Regions from separate parts of the Sus scrofa genome. Here all the other regions are linked to region 3. The links are chromatin contacts, called in public targeted proximity ligation maps. All regions are on one chromosome and are shown on one strand. The core of a region is the stretch at or near the end of the contact, and the rest is flanking DNA. Distances in the headings are between cores, read along the strand shown.

Region 1 (2,868 bases), core at 223-2,722, 280 kb after region 3:
TCAATTACAGGGTTGATTCCTATAGAAATATTACAGTGTATGGAAGTACAATGTGCTTGTATTTATTTTATTGGATGTTGACGGATCTTAGAGACAAAAGAATAAATTTCTGTAAGTGTGTAAAGTGGATTTCAACAGACTGAAGGTCCTTACTTTCCTTTAGGTTCCTTTCCTTTACACAGTCCTCCAAAAGTTTCTTTTACTACAGAAGCTAAACAAAAAAAGAAAGAAAAGAAAGACATGCAAAGTCCAAAAGCAGAAGCTTCAACCACCTGACTTTCAAGCCACTACCAGAACACGACCAGGTTTTACAGTGACAGACGGGTTTGAAGATTTACCTTAATCTATACCAATTTTTCGGAGTGTAGAGACTTGCAAATGCTACTTAGAAAACTTTTTACTCATAGAATCCAATGCGTAAAATAAATAAAAAAGTCAGAGGATGATTCTTGACTTTGATCTACAAAAAAACTAGTTTGCAACTTAAAATTTTAAGTCACTACTGACATAGTGCTTTAAGTCCCTTGAGTCTGGAGTCTCAAGAAGACTGTTACAGGAGTTGACAACATTGGTTTCCTTAATTTCTGATCATAAATATATATTCAGTCGAATCCCAAGTTTTTGAAAGCTTCATCGGTCTCACCCTTTCTCCATTCTTTCTCTCCCGCTCATAAAAAAAAGAGTGCAGGAGACACGGAGTGGGTTTTTAACAAAACCTCTGCCCCACCCACCTCACAAACAATAACCTTCCATTCCAGAACTAAAGCGACTGTCACAGAAGGACTCAGGACGGTAGGGCCGAAGTTGATGACCCAGGTTCTCAGAGGTGGACCTCAGAACTGAGGGTAGCTGTCTCACCCAGTCCGGGAGTAGTGTCCAATTTCCCAAAAGGGAACCAAGATCTCCATCACGGAAACCCGAGCTCTCCAGCCTGAGCTGGGGGCTCTTCCTCCAGCAGGGGGCTCCAGCCCAGGGTCTCCACTAGCTGCCAGGCCTCTTCGGGAGACCTGGGCCTCCCGGATTCGCTCCCCGGAGCTCGTCACTCCCGCAGCCCGGCTTCGCGCGGGCACCCACCGCCCCACCGGCCCCGCCTGCACCCAGCAGGCCCGTCACCAGGCAACAGTTGCCAGCCCCGGGGACCTTGAGAGGCCTTCCCAGGGTGCGGGTCCTTCCTCATTCCCTCCTCGCTGTCTGGGGAAACCCAGGTGGGAGCGCGGCCAGTGAAGGAGGTCGCTCTGTGCCCCTGGGCGGTCACTCACCTCTTTCCCTTCTACCCCCCTGGAGGGGCGGTGCTGGGGCTTGTTTCCCCCGCCCCTCCAAACGCCTCCTGGCTGCTCCTGCTCAGCCTTGGCGCCGGGCCGCAGCCGCCGGCTTACTCCATAGCCTCTCACACTCCCGCGGCCTCAAAGACTGGAACTGGAGGAGGGAAGGGGGAGGGGTGGGGAGGGTCTGGGGAGGAAGAGCCAGGGAGAGGGAAGAAGACCGAAAGACCAGCCGGACGGGCATGACGTCACTTCCGGCTGATTCGGAAGAGGCGGGGCCGGGACGTGCCTGGCCTCCGCCCCCAGAGAGCCAGGTGGAGGCGGGGTTACGGGCGATGAGGAGGGGCCCAGTGGCGGAGTTTACGGCGGTTCTTTTGACTCCGCAGTTCCGTAGCCTCTGCAGCCAGAGCAAGCTTCCCGAGCCTGCGCGGAGCGGGCAGAGTGTCGTGAGCCCAAAGGGTGTCTTCTCCCGGAAAAGAAGGCCAGGTAGCCCGGTAGATCCTAACCGAATGTGTACTGAAAGGGGCTCTGATGAGGGGAGCAGGTGGTTTGGACTTTGCGCCTCAGACCTCTGGGGCCCGCCCCTTTTCGGACTCGCCCCTTTCCTTAGCGCTCTGGTTGGTGTGGCTGAGAGCCGCCGCTGGGCTTTTTCAGGAGCTTATCTCCCTGAGGAGCAGTGTTTCTCAAACTTTAATATGCCCAGAGATCTTTTGGGGACTGTTAAAAATGCATGCGAGTTCCCACTGTGCCTCAGCGGGTTAAGAACCCATGAGGATGCGCGTTCAATCCCTGGCCTTGCTCAGTGGGTTAAGGATCCAGCGTTGCTGCAAGCTGCGATGTACGTCGCAGATGCGGCTTGGATCCTGCGTAGATGTGGGGCTCTGATTAGACCCCCTGGCTGGGCAAACTCCACATGCGGCCCTAAAAAACGGAAAAAAAAAAAAAAGAAAAAGAAAAAGAAATTCCCAGATGATGGCCAGTGCTGCTGGTCCACAGGCGACATTTAGAACAAGGGGTTAAAAGTACTAAGTGGCAAGTTCCTTGAGCACGAAGACTGTTTCTTTAACCTAACTCGCTTGGTAAATGACGCTTAGAGAGACAGATCGTCCATGGCAAACACCCCTGTTTCTACCGCTTTTAGACTCCTAGCCTCCACCCCATCCTATCATAACCCTATCCCCACCCTCCCTCCCTCTCCCCCAGTTCAATACCTCCCCTTTTCCACTCTTCACCCTCCAGCCTCACTCCTGTCAATGCACTGTCTACAGTGTCACAGATGGACAGCTTCTGCTACAGAAGGCATTTGAAGGTGATGGGCTTTTATTTCTGTCCTGAATATCAGACCATTATGTAAAATCGGGCATCTTGTTTCCAGTTATCCATAATCAAAGGAAGAAAGACCTTAGATTCTAGATTCTAACAACAACAAAAATCTAGAAACAACATTCTGGATGTTTCAACTTATTCCTTTATCTTATTAAAATTTTTTATTGAAAATTTACTGGGGTAGAAGAAAATGAAGAGTGGCTGCTAACTGTCCTGGGTTTTCTTTTTGAAGTGAAGAAATGATCTGGAGTTAGATAATAGAGACAGCTGCACAGCTTTG
Region 2 (2,700 bases), core at 91-2,590, 330 kb after region 3:
TCAAAGTGGCTGGGTCAGCCTCTGAACCAGAGTCCAGTGACAAGAGTTCAAGGTCTTAGCTTTAGAAATTTATTTTCCAGGAGTTCCCGTCGTGGCGCAGTGGTTAACGAATCCGACCAGGAACCATGAGGTCGCGGGTTCGGTCCCTGCCCTTGCTCAGTGGGTTAACGGCGTTGCCGTGAGCTGTGGTGTAGATCGCAGACGCGGCTCGGATCCCGCGTTGCTGTCGCTCTGGCGTAGGCAGTGGCTACAGCTCCGATTCAACCCCTAGCCTGGGAACCTCCATATGCCGCGGAAGCGGCCCAAAAGATAGCAACAACACCAAACAACAACAACAAAAGACAATAAAAAAAAAAAAAAGAAATTTATTTTCCAGCAGAGGCTGTTAATCCTCTGAGAGCAGGAACAGTTTTTTTGTTTGTTTGTTTTTGTTTAGACTACCTTAGTTATTTGAATAGTGCCTCACTTACAGTGCATGATAAATGTTAAGTGAGTAAACAGTCAACCCACATATATCTTCTTCACTTTACTTGAAAAGCGCTCAGTTGTTGGACCATGTGTAAATTATCCCCTCTTCATGGTTGTTAGATCATGTGTAAATTATCCCTACACACCCACCCACACATTTTTCTGATAACCTCCCTCAGAGGTAGTATAATTTTCCCCCCTCTTTTAAACATCACTGGGTGGTCATTTTCATCTCTCCAAAATGTTGGTTTGGGGCTTGGTGTGGTAAAGGTGCAGAGCTGTAATAGTTTTCCCTGCTATTTCAACAATTTCCTTCCTTTACATAGAAATTTTCAAGTGAAATTTTACATCCTCATTTCTTTAGATACTACAACCTGGTGAGTTGGGTAAGGCTGATATTACTAACCTATTGTATAGATGATTAAACTGAGCTACGAGTAAGTGAATTATTTTCTCCAGGCTAACACAGCTAGAAAATACTCGAGCTAGGACTTGAATTTAGGCTTTCTAATTCCCAGGTCCTGGGCTGTATTTAAAGACATGTTATCAGTTTTCATTTCCCATAGAATTTCTAGAGAAAATATCACTTGGTAGCATTTAGCCGGGAGAAAGCAGAGCGGGTGGGGAAAAAAAAAAGCTAAGCGTGTAGAGCAGTTTGTGGGGCAAATTGTGAAGAAATGAAAAAGAGACGTAAGATGTGGATGAAGGACTCAGTGATGGAGACGAGAATGGTGAGGGTGGTCTAAAACCCAAGAAAGTCTTGGAATTGGGAGGAGGAGGATGCAAAAGCTTAGGGGCAGGATGACTAGTCCAGCCTGAGTCCCAGACGGGGAGGCGGGGCAGTAAACCTCCAGGGCCCGCCCGGAGTCCGCGTTGCTCCGCCCCTCCCCGCCCCGAGCCGACGCAGCCACGCCCCGAGCCCGCGCCGCCCCTGCCCTCCCCCAGGTCTCTTAGGTGATGCTGCAGCCAAGATGGCGCTGGCAGCGGCCGCGGCTGCCTGAGCGCGATGCTCCCGGTCCTTGGCGGCAGCGGTGGCGGCTGTGGCCTCGGCCGGGGCCTCGGGTCTGTCCCAGGCGTGAGTGCTCAGGCACCTCTCCTCCGGCCGGGTTAACCCGGGCAAAGAGGAGACGGCCACGAAGAGCGGAGGCAGTGAGGAGCAGGGAGAGAGTGTGGAGCCTCCCGCCTCGGCACCATGGCTGGGCTCATCAAGAAACAGATCCTGAAGCACCTCTCCAGGTCAGTCGAGCATCGGGCGTGGGCGCCAGTCCGCCTCCGCCCTCGTCCGTATCCGAGGCAACCTGCGGCTTCGGGGGCGGGGGGACCTGGCAGTCGGGCGGGAGGCGACCCTTGGGCTCCCCGGTCCAGTCGGGGCAGAGGTCGCCGCCCGGGATCTCCCGTCGGCTGCTGCGCCCAGGGCTGGCCTCACGAGTCGGCCTCTGGACCGGTTCGCCCTTGGACTGGTTCTCTCCCCCGGCCGGCTCGCGGAGGAGCGTGTCGGGCGGCGCAGCAGGCTGCAGGCTGCAATTATACCCCGCGCGGCGCCTGGGGGCGTCTGGAGGACCCCTCCTGGGCGGTCCTGCGCGGAGGCTGCAGAGGGTCAGGTACCCCGTGTCCGCCTCCATTCGGAGCTGAGCGGTTCCGTTAACCCAGGGCGTCTGGCGCCGTGTGGACTCTGACGGTTGAGGCTTGGCTCCGCTCAGTGAAATGTTAACCTTGTTATTGTTCTGCATTCACCCTATCTCGCCGTTCCCAGTCTTGCATTAGAGGGTGTGCCTATTTGAACAGTTAGGATTTGTTTTAAGTAAATAACCAGAGTTAGCCGCTCTGGCAGGTTCTTTCTGGAGTCGTTTTAACCCCACATCATTCGTCGTGCAAAGCAGCTTTTTGCTTTATTTTTATCTGAAACCCATAAATTCAGGGAGTCAACATCTGTGGTAATAAACCCAAGACTTGTCATTCTTTCCGTTTCATAAGGCCGTTTTAGTCAGAATCATGACTCAGTAATGCTGGCAGTTTGTTACTGCTCCTGGTTTCTCCATATTTGTCTTCAGACACAGGCTCACTGTGGGATCTTGTTTCCAAGTTGTTAACAGTGAATTCAAAGTGGTTGGTTATAACCCTTTTCTCTGTTATTTGTCTGTTAATGATTACTTTTAACTGATTTTAGGAAAACATTTGGGTGATGATACACTTTCGAGGTAAAAACAATTCTTTTTTTTTATTACTCAATGA
Region 3 (2,757 bases), core at 35-2,534:
CACGAAGCACTCTGAATCCATAAGGCTCAGTCTCCTTGCTGGAAAAGATCAGTTAGGAACCAGGAGTGACTAACTGCATGGGCAAGCAGTCTCCAAATTTTCCTCGGATTACCAAGGCAATCTGTAAGCCTCCCTCCACCCCACCCCCAACCGTTGGGTGTGGGTGGGAAAAGCCCCACGCTGAGCCTCCAGTTATATACACTTGTTCCGTCCATCTGGGCGATCTGGGCCTTGCAAGGACTGGAAGGCACAAATAGGGAAGAAACTGTAAACTCCGCCTGAGGGCAAAATGACTATCTGTCATCCTCCTTCCCACGTCAGTGACTTCATCAATTCTTCCACAGAGTGACGCTGAGGAATTAAGTGACCCTATAAGTGCAAGGCACTTGGAAATGAAGGTGCCCCTGGAGAGCCTAAACTAGCTTCAGGCTCTGATCCCTCCTCGGATTCTAAAGCTCTTCCGCAGTTTAGCACATCCATACCTGCCGTCCCCCTCCCGGCACACCTGTTGCCCTTTGCACAGACCTGGGGGGGCAGGGGAAGGCAGGCATAACCTCACCTTGACGGCCTCAGGGACCAATCAGAGCACGCGACTCCAGCAGCGGGCCAATCACAGAGCGTCTTGGATCCCTCTGCTCTGGGCCCCAACCAAACCACCACTTTGACTCCGCGACCGCAGGGGGCTCCTCGAGCGCAAGCCCCGAGAAGACGAGTAAAAGTTCGCGAGGTAAAAAGAAGGCAAACAGGGAAGTACTCACCCACCCAGGCGCAAGAAGCTCACTTCTCTCTACGGGACATCTCGCTCAATCTGTGCCTCGCAGGCACGCCCCTGACCAACCGCCGCGGCCGCCGCAGCCTCCCGGGTCTCCGGGTTCACCGCCGCCAGTTTCGAAGGAACCAATCAGAAGGCGGGTAGGGGGCGTGGTTTGAGGCCCCGCCCCCAGGCCGCCCGCACTGGACTGGTGTGCCTCAGTCAACAGGCAACCCGCCCTCTGCAGCCGTCTAACAGCTGCAGAGACCAAGCCCCTCTTTTTAAAGAATTTGTCTTGGTCATGGAGCACGTCCCCTTATCTGGCCCTCTCAGGGAGAGCAACAAACCTTATTTGTCCCGATTGGCAGGAGAGGTGAATCAACCTCGCCTCTAAGCATCCTGAAGTGTTGCGCTGCGCCCTGAGTTTTACCCTGATATGTTAAGAGCCCCTCCCAATCCTAAATCCACCTCTCTGGCTGTGCTGAAGGCACCAGGGTTCCCAGATACAACTGTCACCCTGCAGGAATGGGGAGAGGGATGGAGAGAAATCCTGTAGTTCCAGGCTACAGCTGCGGCTGAAAGCAAAAAGAGGATGTTGGCTCTTCCTTCAGGAAACACCAGAGCAGGGTGTAGGGGAGGGGGAAGACAGGAGGGGGGAGGCGGGAGGGGGGAGGGGGGGCAGAGGATTACCCTCTGCAGAATGAGAGAGGTTTACTAACTCCGAGGGTTGAGGTGACGTGGATACTGGGCTTGAATGTAACAAAAGATAGGTCTGTGATACCTAAATGTGGCTTGTTAATACCCGGGCAAAATCAGTGCCCAAAGCTTGGGAGCCCAGGCCGTTCCTCTTTTTTCAGTTTTATTTTGGGAAATCATGTTACCTCTTTGGGTCCCAGTTTCCCATCTGTAAAGAGTGGAATTGACCTGGAATGATCTCTCTAGCATTTATTCTTTCATTCACTCACCAAAAACAGGCAGGAGCTACACTGTTGCTCGCTGAAGAGACTAAAAGTGTGCAAGACAATCCTTGCCTCCGAAGTGCTCAGCAGCATGGTAAAGGCTCAGTGGAAGTCGGTGAGAGCAGCTACCAGTCTCCGAGGGTGATGGTCAGAGGTTTGAAAGGACTTGAATGTTGAAGGAGAAATAGAATCTGCAAGAGAGGTTATTTAGGAGCAAAGGATGCTTTCTAGGCAGAGAGAACAGCAAGGTTCCAGGGATGTGAGAGCACCTGGAATGGTCTGGGAATAGCAGTTTTGAGCGACTAGAGTTTGGGGATTCTGAGGTAGATCAGGCTTGGAGGAGTAACCACAGATGAAAACTCTGGTAGGTACTAAGGAATTTAGATTCTTGCAAGCAATTGTAATTATGTTTTAGGGGGAAAAAATCATTTTTGCGAAAGAAGTAAGACTGGCAGCAATCCTAAAAATTAAAAGCTGATAGGGAGTTTCCACTGTGGTGCAAAGGGATTGGCAGTGTCTCTGGAGCCCTGGGATGCAGGTTCAATCCCCCGCCTGGCACAATGGGTTAAGGATCTGGCATTGCTACAAGTACAATTCAGATCTGATCCCTGGCCCCGGGAACTCCATCTGCGGGGGGCGGGGGTGGGGGGGTGGGGGTGGGGGGGAAGGTGCTGGCAGTTACATAAATAGCTCAGAAGTGATGGTGAGAAAGACATGTCTGGAAATATCTAAGTGGCTGATTTATCTGGACTTGGAACACAGGGAAAAGAACTGTGGAGGAAGAATTAGGCATTTTGGTCTCGTGTTCACCTTGAGTTTGTGCCAGAGATACAGATTTGAGAAGTCAATTCAACAAATACTGTTAAGGACTTTCTCTGCACCAGACGCCATCCTAAGCACGGGAGTCCTACTTTCACAGCAGGACTTGGTTAGGTCAGCGAAGATGGTCCTCAAATAGTTGACATTTAAGTAGTAATTGAACCTGATGCCTAATAGTGATGGTTCCTTATTCACTGAGGTCTATTCCAGAATCTTTTACTGCCCATA

What was found.
Region 1: a contact with region 3 is called in a targeted proximity ligation map of alveolar macrophages. A contact is called at or near these places in 1 of 47 Hi-C or Micro-C datasets (heart right ventricle) and 1 of 2 datasets of targeted methods (alveolar macrophages).
Region 2: a contact with region 3 is called in a targeted proximity ligation map of alveolar macrophages. A contact is called at or near these places in 1 of 5 promoter capture datasets (liver), 1 of 47 Hi-C or Micro-C datasets (liver) and 1 of 2 datasets of targeted methods (alveolar macrophages).

What each region holds. Positions count from the first base shown.
Region 1 is chr5:83,877,246-83,880,113 of Sscrofa11.1, forward strand. It overlaps DEPDC4 (DEP domain-containing protein 4), which reads left to right and starts at 1,473. Exons shown (of 12, transcript XM_013998040.2): 1 at 1,473-1,748. The coding sequence starts at 1,505. It overlaps SCYL2 (SCY1-like protein 2), which reads right to left and starts at 1,521. Exons shown (of 18, transcript XM_021092722.1): 1 at 1,260-1,521.
Region 2 is chr5:83,934,288-83,936,987 of Sscrofa11.1, forward strand. UHRF1BP1L (UHRF1-binding protein 1-like) reads left to right here and starts at 1,341. Exons shown (of 21, transcript XM_003126693.5): 1 at 1,341-1,704. The coding sequence starts at 1,661.
Region 3 is chr5:83,599,441-83,602,197 of Sscrofa11.1, forward strand. GAS2L3 (GAS2-like protein 3) reads right to left here and starts at 1,285. Exons shown (of 9, transcript XM_021092704.1): 1 at 759-1,285.